2 separate regions of the Mus musculus genome follow, and region 1 is linked to region 2. A link is a contact called in public promoter capture Hi-C data. All regions are on one chromosome and are shown on one strand. The core of a region is the stretch at or near the end of the contact, and the rest is flanking DNA. Distances in the headings are between cores, read along the strand shown.

Region 1 (3,212 bases), core at 492-2,991, about 12 Mb before region 2:
AGGTCGGAAAAACTTGCCCGTCTCATGTGTGCTAAAGATTACAATATACTTTAGTTTTCCAACTATGCTCTGTTTTGAGACAGGGTCTCCCAGTGTAGCCCTGGCTGGCCTGGAACTCAAAAATCTACCTGCCAGCCTCTTCTCCCCAGTGGGAAGTCCTACGGCCAAGCTACACCCAGCTCCAATTGTTTCTAAGCTATGTGACTAGAAGTTTCAAGGTAAAACTTTAAACGGGAGCGGGGGAGGGAGGAAGAGAGATACGGCAATACCTGTGATACTTTATAGAAATTTATTTTTTATTTGGAACATCTAGAAGAAAGATAATCCTTCTATTCCAATATTCCAAAAATATGAACGAGTTTCAAATATAGGTACCCAAGTAGTAAGTAGTTGAGGTACACACAAATTGATTCAAACTCTACCCCTAAACATTTCACCCCAGTTCACTGTACACTGCAGGGAAACCATTTCTGGGAACCAACTCAGGAAAAACTGGACAACTGGCAAAATTTCCCATCTTATCTGCAACTTAAATTTTTGTCTCTTGGCCCCTTAAATGTTCTTGATGAAATGACCTGTTAGGAATGATAAACCAGCCTTCGCAAAACTGTCAGACTTCCCCCAAGCACTAATGACTCCGGAAAGGTGTCTTCCTGGGAGCCAGTGAGAGAAAAGTCATCAGCCAGCTCAAACAGCGGCCGTCATCTCGGCCAGCCACCCAATCTGGGACCCTCTAAACAGCCAGCCAGCACTGATGGTCACCAAGAGCGCGACACTTTCCCGGGTGCCCAATCTTATGTTCTCCACGTCCCTTCTCAGAGCTTTCAGTCAAAAAAGCCTCTCCAGAACTATAACCCAAGCTTCGCACAATGAACTTAGCCCTAAGTCTTCTTGACCAAATGACACCGTGAATCCTCAGTCCCACTACTTTTCAAATCTGTGTACAATGATAGGATTCAACTCTTCTTTCAAGAAAAACGTGAAACAATAAAAACAAACTCTTGGGCGCAGGGTTAAGACACGTGGCGCCGTACACACTTCTGGAGAAACTGTAAGTCAAGAAAATGCGCGGTAAAATTTCGCAAGCCCCGACCCAGGACACTGCGATCACAAACATCTCTTCTCCCGGCCAGCCTCTCCCATTACGAAAGGCGTGGGCAGAGGGGCACTTGGGTCCTGGGTGTGCCACCCCGGGGGTCGCCGCGCCCGCCGGCAGTCCCTCGCAGCGCAGCCCGAGCCTAAGGGGCCCTCCCCACCGTCAGCACCTGCCGCGCAGCCCCGGGCCCTGAACCCCGGGCGCTCCTTACCCGGTCATGGCCCTTCGCGAGTCCGCGGCGCCGCCGCCGGGGAGACCAGCCGGGCAGAGTGCGGGCGCGACAGGTGAGCCCGGCCGCCGTCCCGGGAGAGGGATCGCTGGTGGGCGCCTCCCGCGGGGGAGTGACCATTCGTCCGCGGAGCGGGAGCCGGGCCGCCGCTCGGTCCTGCCCGCCGCGGCACCACTACATCCCCGGCGCAGCCCGGCCGGGAAGGCTACGGGCGCACAGCGGTGGCGGCGCTCCCGAGCCGCAGGGTCCCCGCACGGCCGCCGAGGGGGAACTTGGCGCGTTTTCCTCAGTCTCAGGACCCCCGCGAGTGAACCCCCGCCCGCGCCAGCGTCGCGGCTGGAGGTGGCGTCCACGGAAAGTGCCGGTTCTCCTCTCCACGTTGCAGAGGCGCGAAAGGCGCGAGCCGCCGCGCGACCGCCCCTCGCCCCCGGCACGCTCGGCTCCGGAACCAGCTGGAACGGTAGTTCCTCCCGGGGCCTAACGGGTTCTGCAGTTTAAACAGCGCAGGCAGCGGCACGGGCAGCTCGCGCGGGTCCTCGCAGAGGCGCGCGCTGCGCAGGAGGCCGGGCTGGCGCGCAGGAGGCTCACTCGCTCGCTCACGCCCTCTTTTTTTTTTTTTTTTTTTTTTTTTTTAATTCTTTTTAAACATTAGCACTCGCGAGTTGAAGGGGAGGGAGCTTACGGGTCGGGAGATGGGACAGGGAGTGACTGGGACAAGCCCCTTCCTCAGGTGCTCAAATGCGCCAATCCAGGCTGAACAATTTCCAAAACCTCATTCCTCCGCCCCACCAGGAAGAGCCAATCAAAAAGTACCTATACGAATAAAACAATTAGCCGGCAGAGAAGACAGTCTGACCAATAAAAAAAGTACAAGGAACGAGGCCCAGCCAATCCCGGGAGAGCATACGGCGCCCTGGAGCGGCTCTTTGCAAGCTCATTGGCGCTCCAGTGCGCGCTTTCTCTGCCGAGGTTAGGGTTCCGCTTTCCGTTTTGTTAGCATGGGGAGGTGGCGAGCCCGGAGGGTGTGGCTTCTGGGCCGAGGCCCCGGTGCAGGCCCGCCTCTTTCTTTCTTTTTTTTTTTTTTTCTTCCCCCTCCTGGCGTGCCCTCTCCGGAAGGGTTACCAAAGACGCTCGGAAAATGGCTGATGCGCTTTGCTAGCTGCTCGGCGCCCGCTGGGCGTCCAGTTTACCGAGGAAGCCGCGGTCCACCCTATCTCAAGTTGTGCGTTAAGAATGAGCACTGCCTTAGCTAGACAGTGCACAGCCGAACGCCTTGGAGCCTCGGGTCCTTCTCCCCTCTCGCAGGCTGCACAAGGGTTTTAGTTCTCAGGCTGGTCTCGCGGCTGGAGCTTCAACGGGTTCTGGCGCGAGCCGGTACCGAATGACCCACAGGCAGCCGCACAGCCTCACCCGGTTTGGGCTTGGTTCTGTATGCTCTGTCTTTTGTGAGATGATCTCACAGTGCGGTACTACAGCTGATGAGAACTCAGTACAAATCCGTTCAAGTGGGGTTTTTTTGTTGTTTTTTAAATGTCCACTGTGTGCGTTGCCCTGTTTAATGCCCATCGTGAGTTGGTCTGTTGAATGGCCACGGTGTGTGTTGCTCGGTTTAGTACCCACTGTGTGCGTTGCCCTGTTTAGTGCCCTCCGTGTGTGTTGCCCTGTTTAATGCCCTGTTGAACTATTTTCAGCATGGTAGGGATAACAAGCGAAGGGAATGTACTCCATGATCTACAGTCTACTGAAGACCGAAATTAAACTGGTGATTTGAAATAGTGTAAATGGTAGATTTTTTTTAAAAAGGTAACCGTTTGGTCGTTTCGATGGGATAATGAAGACTGACGTTTCAGCAGACAGTTCCAGGAAGTGTACTTTGAATGGCATGGA
Region 2 (3,560 bases), core at 843-3,342:
TGTGGACGCTGCCCTGGAATTCACAACTCTCCCATCTCTCCTTGTGAGTGTTAGCATTACAAGGCCCATTCTAGGAATCTTACAAAATTATGGTAATCAAAACAGTATGGCCAGGCAGTGGTGGCACACGCCTTTAATCCCAGCACTTGAGAGGGAGAGGCAGGTGGATTTCTGAGTTCAAGGCCAGCCTAGTCTTCAGAGTGAGTTCCAGGACAGCCAGGATTAAACAGAGAAACCCTGTCTCAAAAAACAAAAACAAAACTAGTGTGACCTGGCACTGGACAGCCATAACAAACCAAAGGGTCAGGTCAAGTGTGTGGAGAGCGCTCCCATCACATGCACTGCCGGAACAACTACATACCTACATGGGAAAGGAGGAGGCGAGTCTACTGTTGGAGAGACATATGAGCATGACCACTGTGCAGATTTCAATGGCATGTGTTGTAGTTCCAGCCACTTGGAAGGCTGTAAAAGGACTGTTCAAGTACAGAGGCCAAGAGGCCAGCCTAGGCAACACAGTAAGACTTGGTTTAAAAAACAAAACTCCAAGTGGACCACTGACCTAATACAAGAACTAAAATAAACAGGGACCAGTCTTTAAGATCAGATTGCGGTGGCACAGGCCTATGATAATCTCAGCACTTGAGAGGTGAAAGCTCCAGGATCAGGAGTCATCCCCCAGCAACACCGTGGAGTTTGACATCAGCCTGGGCTGCAAGGTGAAAGCCTGCCTTCAGATACCTCAGTATCACATGCAAGCTCCTCCAACCCCTCTCTCACTTGTGTGCATGTTTGATTCAGGCTCTCACTGTGTATTTCTGCCTACCCTGGAATTTACTATATAGTCCAAGCTGGCAAGAACTTGTGACAGCCGTCCTGCCTGTTTCCATAGTGCCAGGGTTAGAAGCAGGCATCACCAATGGCAGGTCTAACAATCCAAAATTTAAAAATAGGTCACAGGGTCTGGAGAGACATCTCAGTGGTTAAGACTAGTAGCTGGGCTTCCAGAGGACCAGCATTCAATTCCCAGAACCTTCATGGCAGCTGACAACCATCTGTAACTCCAATTCAAAGGGATCAGACCCCTTCTGATGTCTGAGGGCAGAGGCAGGCAGCCATACTTCCAAGGATATTGTATAAAGCAACAAAAATGTTCAACAAGAAAATCAACACACAAAATGTGATCGCGCGCGCGCGCACGCGCGCGCACACACACACACACACACGCGCCTTTAAAAGGAAGAAAAATATAAACTTGAAGACTGCACTCAGTGAAGCCAGCCAGTTATAAAAAGACAACTTCCATTTGATTCCATCACATGATGGACTTACTCAAAATTTTAGAGACAGAAATTGGTGACAGTGGTGAGCAGATGGGTATGATGTACATAGAGACTTTCAGAACAGCCAGGGTTTTATACAAAGACAGTCTCAGAAAAACAAAAGACGAGTTTGAACAGAACTGTGTGTGACTGCAGTAAACAAGCATGGAAATGGTGTTAATTTGTGTTTTGAAAAAAGAGCTGACAACGACGGTGCCGCTCAGTGATGAGCCCCGAGGCTCAATTTCCAATCTGAGTTGTCACCCCCAGCCCAGCCACAAAAGGGACAATTTTGGCAGAAGAAGAGCGAAAGCAGAGAGGCTCAAGACTCTGAGGCATACGATAGATGTCTGTGCTGGGTAAACGTGACTGCTTAGCCTCTGCGGTCCGGCGACTACAGGAGCCACTCAATCGCTGGGATCAGGACAAGATCCCGGATTGGAAATCTTCTGTACGGATGAGGGACCTGACAGCCAGGGCGACAATTCCGGTCGTGCTTTCCCATTTTAGGTACTACTAGAAACCAGGGTCGCAAACGGAGATTCGGCTCCTCAGTAGACCAGTCTGGAAGCGGCTAACCCCGGTGATAAACGACAGACCCCGTCACCAGGAAGGTCCAGGAAGCTAAAATGACAGCTCGCTGCAAACCGGCCTCTCCATAGTCTAGTTAATCTACGCCCGGAAGTAACGCCCCTCTAAAGTCACTTCCGCCGGCTGTTCTCGCGAGAACTTAGAGCGCTATGTGCCCTGGGTTAAGCGGAAGTCGGGCCTCTTTTTCGTGACGCCTCCCAGGCGCTCGGCTGTGTCAAGATGAAGGTAGGCGTCCCCGGCCAGGGCCGAGTGAGGCCGCCCGAGCCCGAGCGTGCGGCACGGCCTCGGTCCCAGGCTCGCATAAGTCCCGCACTAAGTGGAGAAGGATCCGAGGCGGGAGGGAACTCGTTTTGGCGGCCCTGGGACGCTCTGGGAGAGCGGATGGCGGGCGATTGCAGCGCCGCCGCGGTGGACGTAGCGCCATAGCGGCGCCCGGCTCCGGGCCCGGCACGCGCGGTCCCGAAGCCCCGCTCGCGGCTGGCAGCCTTGCGGCTCTCGAGCCCTCGCCACTCTGCTAGCGGAGGTCTTGAGGGTCGCCCGGCGTCCTCAGCATCCCACAGAGCTCCTGTAAAATGTCCCGTGGATGCGGCGCTTTGCCGGGCGTGGGATCCGAGCCTCGGACGCCCTGCGTTGTCGGCCCGGCTTGGGTCCCTAAGGTTCTCTCTTGTCCCCCTTTAAAACTGTAGCTGAACATCTCCTTCCCCGCCACCGGCTGTCAGAAGCTCATCGAGGTGGATGACGAGCGCAAGCTCCGCACCTTCTATGAGAAGCGCATGGCCACGGAAGTAGCCGCTGATGCTCTTGGTGAAGAGTGGAAGGTAAGGTTGTTACCGGCATCCATGTCCCAGCTTGGCGAGCGCAAGGGCTGTTTTGGGTTAAGTTTCATTAATAGAACCAAGTTTGGGGAAATGGGCCGAAAGGACATGCTTCTTTCTTGCTTGCCGTACGGAATTCAGGGTCTTAAAAAAAGCCTTTCATGTTCATGCTAGTAAAACCGGGGTAGTCAGGGTAAGTCAAAAGGAGAGAGATGGCTAGTTTACCTTAGTTGGAAACGGAGACAAAACGTGAGTGGTTGAAATTGGTCTCAGTTATTCTCCCTAGTCGGGTGTTGAACCTAAGAGGTTAAGAACCTGCACTTAGTAGGTTGGAACTGAACTAGTAAAATGTTGTTATTTTATGTTCAACGCAGGGTTATGTGGTCCGGATCAGCGGTGGGAATGACAAGCAAGGTTTTCCCATGAAGCAAGGTGTTCTGACCCATGGCAGAGTGCGCCTGCTGTTGAGTAAGGGGCATTCCTGTTACAGGCCAAGGAGAACTGGAGAGAGGAAGCGCAAGTCTGTTCGTGGATGCATTGTGGACGCTAATCTCAGTGTTCTCAACTTGGTCATTGTAAAGAAAGGTGAGGCTTTTGTTGAAGCTTGCTTGCTTGTTTATTGAGAGAGATCTGCCTCCTAGGTAGTGGGCATTGGCCCAAGAAGTTGTTTCCCAAGTGATAAACATTTAATGTCTCTATTTTGATTGTTTCTTTAAGGAGAGAAGGATATTCCTGGACTGACAGACACTACTGTGCCTCGTCGGTTGGGACCTAAAAGGGCTAGTAGAATCCGCAAGCTTTTTAATCTCTCCAAAGAAGATGATGTCCGCCA

Evidence for each region. Promoter capture Hi-C pulls out the DNA fragments that hold promoters and counts their contacts.
Region 1: a contact with region 2 is called in a promoter capture Hi-C map of the HPC-7 cell line. The contact joins the promoter of Usp1 here to the promoter of Rps6 in region 2.

The regions. Positions count from the first base shown.
Region 1 is chr4:98,922,339-98,925,550 of GRCm38.p6, reverse strand. It overlaps Usp1 (ubiquitin specific peptidase 1), which reads right to left and starts at 1,741. Exons shown (of 9, transcript NM_001301414.1): 1 at 1,308-1,741.
Region 2 is chr4:86,855,899-86,859,458 of GRCm38.p6, reverse strand. Rps6 (ribosomal protein S6) reads left to right here and starts at 2,092. Exons shown (of 5, transcript NM_009096.3): 1 at 2,092-2,138; 2 at 2,600-2,731; 3 at 3,103-3,313; 4 at 3,446-3,560. The coding sequence starts at 2,133.